Linked DNA regions of Mus musculus: regions 2 and 3 are each linked to region 1. Evidence: chromatin contacts called from public HiChIP or PLAC-seq data. All regions are on one chromosome and are shown on one strand. The core of a region is the stretch at or near the end of the contact, and the rest is flanking DNA. Distances in the headings are between cores, read along the strand shown.

The links. HiChIP or PLAC-seq counts read pairs in DNA pulled down with a chosen protein or histone mark.
Region 2: an H3K27ac HiChIP or PLAC-seq map of microglia shows a contact between it and region 1, with 5 times the contacts expected there. The contact joins the enhancer-like site here to the promoter of Atg4d in region 1. A contact is called at or near these places in 10 of 39 promoter capture datasets (the 3T3-L1 cell line, the C10 cell line, the HPC-7 cell line and 6 more), 4 of 484 Hi-C or Micro-C datasets (B cells, ECoMG-derived neutrophils, Th17 cells and 1 more), 11 of 115 datasets of contacts at active chromatin or transcription factors (the 230-238 cell line, the HPC-7 cell line, the SCID.adh cell line and 6 more) and 4 of 9 other capture datasets (adipose tissue, embryonic stem cells, liver and 1 more).
Region 3: a contact with region 1 is called in an H3K27ac HiChIP or PLAC-seq map of embryonic stem cells, with 7 read pairs. The contact joins the promoter of Pde4a here to the promoter of Atg4d in region 1. A contact is called at or near these places in 9 of 39 promoter capture datasets (the 3T3-L1 cell line, the C10 cell line, cranial neural crest and 5 more), 1 of 15 datasets of contacts at CTCF or cohesin (large pre-B cells), 5 of 484 Hi-C or Micro-C datasets (the HL-1 cell line, cerebral cortex, embryonic stem cells and 1 more), 4 of 115 datasets of contacts at active chromatin or transcription factors (effector CD8 T cells, embryonic stem cells and large pre-B cells) and 3 of 9 other capture datasets (adipose tissue, liver and pancreatic islet).

What each region holds. Positions count from the first base shown.
Region 1 is chr9:21,262,815-21,266,578 of GRCm38.p6, reverse strand. Atg4d (autophagy related 4D, cysteine peptidase) reads right to left here and starts at 1,294. Exons shown (of 10, transcript NM_153583.10): 1 at 862-1,294. The coding sequence starts at 1,096.
Region 2 is chr9:21,346,270-21,349,677 of GRCm38.p6, reverse strand. It overlaps Slc44a2 (solute carrier family 44, member 2), which reads right to left. Exons shown (of 23, transcript NM_001359227.1): 15 at 2,727-2,989; 16 at 2,549-2,643; 17 at 1,692-1,795; 18 at 1,530-1,603; 19 at 1,280-1,350; 20 at 1,052-1,140. Among named protein-coding and RNA genes, the nearest start is that of Ilf3, 20 kb to the left of the region's middle. Within about 2 kb of position 1,352, at least 51 of the 459 cell types and tissues checked have an H3K27ac peak or open chromatin away from gene starts, as enhancers often do. A contact at or near this core is called in ECoMG-derived neutrophils, the HPC-7 cell line, Th17 cells and 2 more, where this site is marked.
Region 3 is chr9:21,163,527-21,167,062 of GRCm38.p6, reverse strand. Pde4a (phosphodiesterase 4A, cAMP specific) reads right to left here and starts at 1,349. Exons shown (of 15, transcript NM_183408.3): 1 at 831-1,349. The coding sequence starts at 1,135. Gm36118 (a long non-coding RNA gene) reads left to right here and starts at 1,395. Exons shown (of 3, transcript XR_870565.1): 1 at 1,395-2,134.

The DNA.
Region 1 (3,764 bases), core at 45-2,544:
GGACTTAGTCACATCTTCATAAGGACCCACTATCAACCCAGGGCCGTTCTATTCTGACTGTTGGGTTTTGCTGTAAATCTATAAAGCACATTTTTATTTTGTGTATGTGAGCTTGTGTATATATGTGGACAAGCAAGCACCACAGTTTGGGTCTGGAGTATAGAACATTGACAGGAGTGGGGGCTCTCCTTCCACCATTGGGGTCCAGGCTGGAGCTGAGGTCCTTAAGCTTGGTGACAAATGCCTTTAACTACTGCGGCATCTCACTAGCCTTTTTCCAATTTTTTTTTAAAATATCCACTGGTGTTTTGCCTGCATGTATACCTGTGTGAGGGTGTTAGATCCCATGAAACTGGAGTTACAGACAATTGTGAATTGCCATGTGGGTGCTGGTAATTGTTCCTCTGGAGGAACAGCCAAGGCTGCTGAGCAGTCTCTCCAGCCCCCTGTTTTCCGATTTTTTGAGACCCAGTCTCATGAGGAGCTCAAGTCAGCCTGGAACTTATTATATAGTCCAGGATAGCCTAGAACTCTTGGTAAACCTCCTGCCTCAGCATCCCAAGTGCTGGGATTACAGGTGTGAACCAACATCTATTAACTCTGTTCATACTATTGCACCTATGTTACAGAGGGCAGTAAACAGACCGCAGGAAAGCAAGGTATTTGGCCAAGGTCAAACAGGTGCAATGGGCGGAGCTTGAAAACCTTTCCCATTTAACCTGCCCCACGTCCAGGACTGGGAAGGGCGGAGGACCTGCTTGTGACTCCTCCTGGATGGGCTCATCCACAGGACAGGGTAAAGGTTTGGTTTCTTTTGCTCTGACCCCTCTGACACCCTTGACCAGTGCACCCCCTCCTCACCATACTTGACGTTGTTCCAGGCTGTCAGGAACTTGGCTTTGAACTTGTCCACCTCGTCGGGCTCGGCGGGGTCTGTCCCAGATGAACCGAGAGCTGCCACTCCGGACCCCGAAGGTCCCAGGTTGCTAGGATCCGGGATACGGGTTTGTCCCCTCGGCCGGCGACAATCGGCCCGGCGCGCGTCCTCCGAGCTCCCGCTGCGGTACTGCGCCGCAGCCGGCGACACGGAGTTCATGGACCCGCCGGAGAGGAAGGACGCAGGTGTCCCCGAGGTCCGGGGAACTGCGAACGCTCGGGAGCAGCCCCGCGGCCAGCACAGTGTTACTCTATACTCAGAGCCGGGCTCCCGGGTCCGGCTCTGGCCGCAGCGGATACCCGGGCTCCCACAGCCAGCGCCATCTTGGTGGCCCAGAGCACCCGGATACGGTGGGCTTGGCTAGCGAGCAAGCCACGCCCCTGTACAGTCCGCCTCCCTTGGACTCACCACACCCTCCTAATCTCACCGCGCAGGCGCAAGCGCGTCCCTGGGGGCCCTTATCTCAGACCAATGGGTCAGAGCCGGAGAAGCCACGCCCATTTACAGCCCTTTCTCAAGCCTTGCACACCCTTGTTCTGAATGACATCTCAAGCTGCGGACGCCGGACCTTCTCTCGCTCAAAAGTGCAGATTTCCCCGCCCTGCCACTCAAATTCCACTGCATTGAAGGTCCCATGTTCTGGGTGCGATACATGGGGCTTGTCGTGCCTGTGGAGATCTCGTAAGAGCCAACTCAGGTTCCTAGACAGCCAGCACCTTTATCGCATCTTTATCCGCTGAGCCATCTGAAGGGCCTTTCCAATGTTTTGAGACAAGCTCTCACTTAGACCTGACTCTCCTAAGGAGAATACATTCCGACTATTCAAGTCCTGCTTAGGCACACGAGCTCCGTTCACGCCCAGAACACATGCCCCGACCTGCAGTGAAATTGGAGAGCCCAGGCAGAGAACCCACCCTGGAGCTCAGGCTGGCCTCCAACTCATGGCTGCCCGCCTGCGTCAGCTTCTTTAGTGCTGGGGTACTCAAAGACTGAGCACACTGGCGATGGAGCTGAGTTGGTAGAGGGCCTAGCACACGTGAGGCCCTGTGTTCTATTCCCTGAAACCCAGAAACTGAGTGTAGTGGTGCATGAAACCCAAGTCTCTGAGGCAAAGGCAGGGGCACAGGCCCCTCCTCTGTTGTGCAAGGCGTTTGAAACCAGCCTGAGCTTCATGAGAACGAAAGAGACTGTGAACACAACAGAGTTTATCAACCCAGAACAGATGTCACCCTGGGGATGTGACTATCCCTGACCCATTGGTGCCCCATTGGTCATGATTCTCAGTGCCTCAGTTTTCTCCTGAGCAAAATTTGAGGGAGTTATCTGTAAGACTATAAAAGGAAAACGAGGGCTGGTGAGATGGCTCAGTGGGTAAGAGCACCCAACTGCTCTTCCGAAGGTCCAGAGTTCAAATCCCAGCAACCACATGGTGGCTCACAACCATCCGTAACGAGATCTGACTCCCTCTTCTGGAGTGTCTGAAGACAGCTATAATGTACTTCCATATAATAAGTAAATAAATTAAAAAAAAAAAAAAGGAAAACGATTTTGGCATTTTTTTTAGTGAATCTTTTTTATTTATTTATTTATTTTATTTTTATGAGAACGCTGTCGCTGTCTTCAGACACACCAGAAGAGGGCATCAGAATCCATTACAAATGGTTTTGAGCCACCATGTGGTTGCTGGGGATTGACCTCAGGACCTCTGAAAAAGCAGCCAGTGCCCTTAACTGCTGAGCCATCTCTCCGGCCCCAATTTTGGTATTTTGAGACCCTATCTTATGTAGCCCAGGCTGAGCTTGAACTTACAAGCTATGTGCCTGAGGATGGCCTTGAATTTGCCTATTATTTATTTATTACACTTATTTATCTGTGTGTGTATGTGCACGTGTGTGTGTGTGTACGCGAGTGCACACACGTGCGTGGGTGTGTGTGTGCATGTGTGTACACATCCTTGCCACAGCACTTATGTGGCACTCAGAGGGCAACTTTTGGAAGTCACCTTCTACCACATGAGTCCTAGGGACTGAACTCGGGTCGTCCGGCTGGCAGCAAGCACCTTTACCTGCTACTCTGTCCTAAATTTATGATCCTTCTCTCTCCGCCTCCAGAGTGCTGGGATTACAGGCATACAAGGTTCTCCTGCATCGCCCCAACTGAATCTTCATACAACTGATGCATATCCAAGGAAAGATTCCAACCCAAAGAGAAAGAAGGGGGGCCGTATCAGAAAGTAGGATGTCTTTTTATATAAAATAGGAAAGGCTGCAACCTCATTTGTAGTTGGATAGGCTTGGAGGGAGGGGAAATCAGCAGGGGCGGGGAGTATAGAGGAGGGTAGATTGGTAAGGCTTTGTTGTAGCACTCATGGGGCATGTTCAGTCCCCGCACTGCAAAAGAGAAAAAGAAAGGCCAAAGGCATCTTTGATGGAGTAGTGAGTACTTCAGTGCCCTGACTATATAGACCTTTCCCTGAAATGAAATCATATCAGATTGCCACCTAAGATACTTGAAATAAGGCTGGAGCTGGGGCTTAGTTGGTAGAGTGCCTACCTGGCATGCACAAAGTGTGGGCTCAGTCCCCAGCAGCACATAAACCGTGTGTATCAGGCACTTGGGGGTGGAGGCAGTTCACCCTGGGCTACACACATAGCAAGTTTGAGGCCATCAGATCCGATCTCAAGGGAAAAAAAAAAAAAAACCAGGGGTGGGGTGACCATGCTGGGCAGTCATACCTCACACCGTTAGTCCCAGCACTAGGCAGGCTGAGGCAGGCAGGTCTCTGAGATCAAGGCCAGCCTGGTCTACAGAGTGATTTCCAGCACAG
Region 2 (3,408 bases), core at 103-2,602, 83 kb before region 1:
GAATGGCAGCTTACAAACATTTGTAATCCCACATCCCAGGCCCAGAGAATTTGATGCCCTCTTTTGGCCACCACGGGCATCATGCATGCATGTGGTACACAGACACACAGGCAGGCAAAACACCAATACATATAAAATAAAAGCTAATAAATAGAGATAATTAAAGGTACACACCTTTAATTTCAGCACTAAAGAGGCTGGAGTAGGCAGATGTCTGAGTCTGAGGCTAGCCTGGTCTACATAATCAGTTTCAAGTCAGCCAAGGCTACATAGAGAGACTTTTGTCTCAAAATAAAAAACAAAACCACTGAGTCTGAGGACAGCCTGGTCTACATGGTGAGCTCCAGGTTAGCCAGAGTTATGTAGACAAACCCTGTCTCAAAAAAACAAGAAAAGAGCAGGGCTGTGGTGGCCCACTCCTGTAATCCCAGCACTTGGGAGGCAAAGGGAGGTGGATCTCTGTTAACTGGAGGCCAGCCTGGTCAACAGAGCCAGCTCCAGGTCAGGCAGGGCTACACAGAGAAACCTTGTCTCAAAAAACAAACGAAACAAAATGGGAAAGAAACCTAAATAACAAAATAACATTTTTCTACAATAATAGTAAGAGTGATAATAAGACCTATTATTAATAATATATTATTAATTATATGTAATATATATTATATATGTGTATATATAATTATTATTAGGGCTGGCAAGATGGCTTGGTGGATGAAGACACCACCAAGCCAGATGACCTGAATCCAACCCCTAAAACATAGAAGGAGAAGAGAACCACTTCCTACAAGTGTCTAAGTGTTTTTGCCTTTCCACAAGTGCATCTACCCAGCACAAACACAATAAACAAATGTAAACGGCAGTAACTCTAGTCCCTAAGGAAAAGTCCCTCCATCCCTGTGCCTTCAGCAGGTATTCAGTAAATATTTAGGGACCAAATAACCAATGACTGTGCCACCCCCAACCGTCACCAAAGGAATCTGCGCAATTCCCGACCCCTACCTTCAACCCCCCGCTTCTACCCAGACCCTGGTCTGTCCCCAAAGGTGCTCACCAGGATCGGAACCCAGTAATAATTGAGAGGTGGGGCTGTATCTTGCACAATTCTGATCCGATGGGTGAAGAAGAAGAAGGCCAGGATGCCTGTGTTGGGATGAGGGGACAAGGCTGAGTCTTCAAGGAAGGACTTCACAGAAGACTACCTGAGCCTGACACCAGCTTACAGGTCACTCCCAACAGGCTCCCAGATGTCAGTATAGACAGGCCTGGTGGCATCACTCACCCACACTACCCACAATCAGAAGTTTGCCCAACAGGAAGAGGAAGTCTGTAACTTTGTCCAGGACGGCCACCCTGTAGGGGAGAGTGAAGGGAGCGGTGTGAGCGTGGGTTCAGAGCCTGGGAGAGGGTGGAGGTGGGAGGGGAGGCACAGTAAGTGGAAGGCTGGTTCAGAAAGAGGGCTAGGGCAAAGGGGGGCTGGGAAAGGTGAGATGGGACAGGGAGGCTGGGGGGTGGAGGTGTGTCCTGCTAACCTGATGATATTTCTCATAAGCAGGAAGAAGGCATTCCTGGCTGAGGTACAGAAGTTGGTGCCATAGATAGCAATCTGGAGTGAACAGAAGAAGGTTTGAGGCCCACGGGATGGAGATGGGGAATCCTCCCACCCAGGGCAGCAATACAGCCCTGCTGTTCACCATGATGTAGGCATTCCTATTCAGGAATTTGATAAACTTCTCTAGGCACCAGAAGCAGCACTTGAGACAGACCATGAGGAACTTGGCAAACTTGTTCTGTGCAGCTGAAAGAGAATGGAAGGGATGAAAGGATGGCATGAGATGGGCTTCATTTGAATGAGACACCAAGCTCCAGCAAGACAGCTAAGGATTGCAAAGTCTGAGGCTTGCCAGAACTACTACTAGGCCAGCCTCAACAACTAAGTGAGTCTGCCTCAGTGTAAGTAAATTAATCAATCCACAAAAGTAACCCACAAAAGTAATTGCTCAGGATCAGGAATTAAGGCCATCCTTGGCAGTTTAGTGAGTTTGGATGCCAGCCTTTTAAAACAAAACAGGAGCAGTGATGTATACCTTCAATCCAAGCACTCAGAAACAGAGGCAGGTGGATCTCATATCAGAGTTTCAGGTCAGCTAGGCCTACTTAGTAAAAAGCTGCCTCAAAACAAGACAGCTTTGTTAGTCAGAGCTGCCCTTCCTGGATCCACCCCGCCCCTAGACACCCAGAACTCTGAGCAACTCAGTTCACTCTTCTCAGGGGTTCACTTCATTGCTCTGGCTGTCCTAGAACTCGCTCTGTAGGCCAGGCTGGCCTCCAACTCTCACAAAAGGTCTGCTTGACTCTGGAATACTGGGATTAAAGGCCTGTGCCACCATGCCTGCCTTCAGTTGGCTCTTCCACCTGCTCCTCTGCCACTCAGCCCCACCCCTTCACAAAGGGAAACCCAGGAGAGGCATAGCTCCGGCCCCACCCCTCAAGCAACACCCAATCAGGGACTAAGTCCAGACCCTGGCTGAAGCTACAGGAAGGGCGGCACCTTTTAGGCGCTGGTCCAGGTATTCCAGCATCACTCGGATGATCTGCACGATGGCTAAGATAAGGGAGCCAAAAGCTAAGGAGCCCGTGTGGTACCTGGAATCAAAATCTTGGATCAGTGGCCCGGCCAGAAGAGGTCCCTGCATCCCTCCCCTCCCCACCCCAACACTCCTATTTACCTGAGTGCTCGGCCAAAAGCAGAGAAGAGGGGGAAGGCAGGCATATCATCAGGCTTCCGCATAGCCCAGTAATAGGAGGCAAAGGCTCCGGCCAGGGTTACCTGGCCTAGGGCCAGCACGAAGTTGGCTAGCCAGAAGAACATGAATGCATTGAAGATCTGCAGGCCCAGCAGGGCACGGTGGTAGGTCGATTCGCCACCATAGAAGGCAAACTGGCAGCGGGCAGTGGGACACTGGAGGCTCTCATTCCGCAAGGGGAAGGTCTGGGAGAGGGATAAGGAGCCACAGTGTCAGTTCAGAGTAGCTGAGGCTAGACCAAGGACAGGTCCTAGAAGCAAAAGTATCTATTACGCTGGGCAGTGGTGGCGCACACCTTTAATCCCAGCACTTGGGAGGCAGAGGCAGGCGGATTTCTGAGTTCGAGGCCAGCCTGGTCTATAGAGTGAGTTCCAGGACAGCCAGGGCTACACAGAGAAACCCTGTCTCGAAAAACAAAAAAAACAAAAAACAAAAAACAAAAAACAAAAAAACAAAATAAAACACAAAACAAAACACAAAACAAACAAACAAACAAACTATCCATTACTTTAGTCCAGAAAAAGGTGTTAGCAGGCCTGGAGAAATGGCTCAATAGGTAAGGGGACTTAAAAATGAGGACTTGAGTTCAAGTCTCCATCCTGCT
Region 3 (3,536 bases), core at 100-2,599, 100 kb after region 1:
AGCCAGCCATCACTGTCATCATGTCACAACTGCACTCTGTGGAGTACAGATACAGCCATGCTGTTACAGCTCTGTGACAGACACCAACATAGTCACCCTGGGACAGTTACAGAAGCCCAGAAGCACAATGCCACTGTCACAATCACTGTCTTCATAGCAGAGTTAGGCAGAGCCCCAAGTACAGGCAGCCCCAGCCTGTCACACACAACTGAAGACCCCTCCCTGAGGCTACCATGGCAGGAATCCCAGCTACTCTACACACCTTCATCTGTCACTTCAGAAAGGTGGGAATTCTTCTTTGATGGGACCTCACATGCCCTTGGCACAGGTCCATGGGGCACCTTGGGGTGCCATGAAGCCCTAACTGCCTGGCTAGGGCTTGTTCCAAGTCATAATACAGCCTGGACTAACACCAGCTACTGTAGGGCTGCCCTGATCCAATTCTCCACCCACTAGCGTCTAGTGTGCTACCCCATGGGAAGTATCCAGCGTGGTTCTTCAGTCACCCCTTATCGAATGTTCCCTAGGACACCCCACAATTAGTCCAGCCTCAGTCAGTCTCTCCAAGAGGTACTCCCATTCCAGCAGCTGCTCTGTACCATTACTGGCTAAGCTTGTAGAGAGCCCTAAAACAGCATGGATCCCCCCGACCCTCAACTTTACCCTGGGTATCCCATAAGTTAAAGGGCTTCTGGTGCAGTGGCGCCCCCTCTCTCCACCCACGCGGGTCACGCTGGCCCCCCCATCCGCCCCACAGCGCCCCCTTTGGCCAGCATTGCGCGTGGCGCCCCTCGAGCGCTTGTGCGCTCCGCTCGCCGGGGGAGTCTCACCGCCTACTGCTGCCTCCGCCGGTACCGGTGCCGTGGAAGGACGAGGGCCAGGACATGCGGGTAGTCCGCAGGCCTGGCCGGTCGCCAGTGTCCACGGCGTCGGCGCGCTCTATGGGCCGGTGCGGCGAGCGCTCTGGCTCTGAGCGCTCGGCACTGTCCGAGTAGCCGCGCTGCTGGATGCGGATCGGGGTCCTCGGCTGCCGCCACAGGTGCTGGGGGGGCGGCTTCAGGGTGGCCTGGCCCTCTCGGGGCCCGGGAAGAGAGAGAGACAGGCTCCTCTCCGAGGGGGCGGCCGGAGGCTCCATGGCTCCCGCTCTGTCTTGTGGGGTGCCCGGGGGCAAAAACGTCCCCTGGCCTGTCCGAGCTCAGTGGCGCCACGGCCGAGGTGCTTGGGGACCCACGGGAGCTCCTGGCCTCAGTGGGGCCATGGCGCCCAAGGACGGAGAACGCGGACGGCGGCGGCGCCGGTGTCCTCCTGGCGCTTGGAGCCCGCTGCGCTCTCGGAACCCGGCGCCAGCCGCGACTCCCCGCCCCGGCCCGCCCCTCCCTGCCCCCCCACCCGCCCGCCCGCCTGGCGACTGTCACAGCGCCACCCCCTCCTCCTCCAAGGAGAGGAGGGTGGCGGTCCTCCACACCCACGCACAACCCATTCCCGCCGGGGAGGGGGCGCCAACGCGCGCCAATCTCCAAGAGCCCTTTGGAGCAGCAAACAACGCACAGGGACCGAAGAGTTAAAGGGTTAATGGCATCGGGACGAAGACATCCGACTGGTTGGCGGGGTGTCACTCAGCCGCATCCATCAAGGCTAGGGCGGAGTCAGGGGCTGTCGTATCCTCGTTTTTAGAACCCCTGTCACCCTTTATCCCAGGTCCCCTTTTGCGGGAGTGGTCCTCGTGCCACCAGGACGCGGTGTCTGCAAGCTAACAGTATTGCACGCAGGACCAATGACAGCGTGTGGCTCCTCCACCGCCTGGCGGGATGTGAGCGCACGTGGCCCCTTCCGAGGGTTGTCTATGTTTTCGATGACGCCTGGAAGTGTGTGCGCGCACGTGGTGACTGCTCCCGCTGCTGCTGTCGGGGGGGTGTAAGAAGGCGCGCGCACGTGTACGACCCGTCGGGAGGGCGGAGCGTCCCGTGGGGTCTGTTCCGGTGGCCCAGGACTGTGCACACCTTCCCACGCACTCCGGCGCTGTATTGTCATTATAATGGGAGGATGCTGGTGCGAGTTGTGCACGTGATTCTTCCTCAGTTGTCTGTGACTGAGGACGCATGTTGGTGTATGGTCGGCCTGGAGGCATCTGGAGGTATGGGAGTGTGTCCCTTTGGGTCCCCCTGTGACTAATATATAGGTATCGCTACCTCTTATCTTTCAGAATTTTTAAATTACATTATTTGTGTGTGTGTGTGTGTGTGTGTGTGTGTGTGTGTGTGTGTATGGGAACTCGAGTCTCCCACTTCATCATCCAAATGCTACATATCTCAACTACTGCAGCAAGATTTGGTCCAGCTGTGCACCCTCAGTCCTTGCGAATACCCATTAGATGCCGAGGATAGGAGAGGACAGAGGACATTCTGCAGAAGTCAGTTCTCTCCTAACGATTCCCTAGTGGGCCTTGGGAATCGAATTCAAATAGGCAAGCTTGGAGGCAAACGCCCTTACCCACTGAGAATCCCGCTGGCCCAATCGCCGCCCCCTCTTCTTTTAATTTTTAAAGACTTTAAGCTGTTCTTCGAAAGGTAAACTGAGGCAGGTGGGAGGGGTAGCTGGGATAGGAGAGCATTGGAGGGTGAAACCCACCCCTGACGTTTTCAGGCGAGTAAACAATCGGAGCCTTTTCCCCGCGTCCCCCGCCCTCAGAACCCCCCTTCCGGCACCTAAATCCGGAGTTGCCGTGACTCACGCTCCCGCCTCCCTCAGCGCCGTGCCGAGCGAACGAGCAAAGAGCGAGTGGGAATCCGAGCGAGTCGCCATCCCTCCTCCCGGCTCTGGCTGAGCCCCGATGGCTGCTGGGCTGGGGGGTGGAGTGCTGTGTGCCCTCCCGTTTCTCACTTCCCTCCCAGGCTAGATCGCTGCTCAGGTGCTGCAATGTCCCTTGGCCCAAGCCCTCGCCCCCTACATCACCTCTCCTGGTCGTCTAGGGGGACAAGCCTTGTATTCTTGCCCCCACCCCCGTTCTTATTAACACACAGGCAATTGAACCTTTCCCAATTTCCAACTTCCTCAACCGCTTTTCTCTAGCAGGAGGGGACTCCTAGCGTGGGTGAAGGAGCGCGGCATAAGAACTGGCCCCCCACCAACAGCCCCAGGTGTTCCCCAAAGCCAGAACTGTATCTGTTCCCCTACTTTTCTCAGGAACCTTCCCCCAAGCATTTGCAAGTGTCACGTTGCCCAGCTGTTACCTTGTAACCATGGGCCACAGCTCTGGACGAGGGTCATAGGGCGGTGACCTGGAGGTGTGGACTGGGCAAGGGCTAGGCTACAGGTATTTGAAGGCTCAAGGACTGAGGTGAATCAAGCTGGACTTGAACTAAATAGAGGCTGGAGTGTGGGAGGGGGGACTTTACTCTCATCTGGAAATAAGTATCATGGCTTGGGCTGGTGAGATGGCTCAGTGGGTTAGAGCACCCGACTGCTCTTCCGAAGGTCCAGAGTTCAAATCCCAGCAACCACATGGTGGCTCACAACCATCCATAACAAGATCTGAC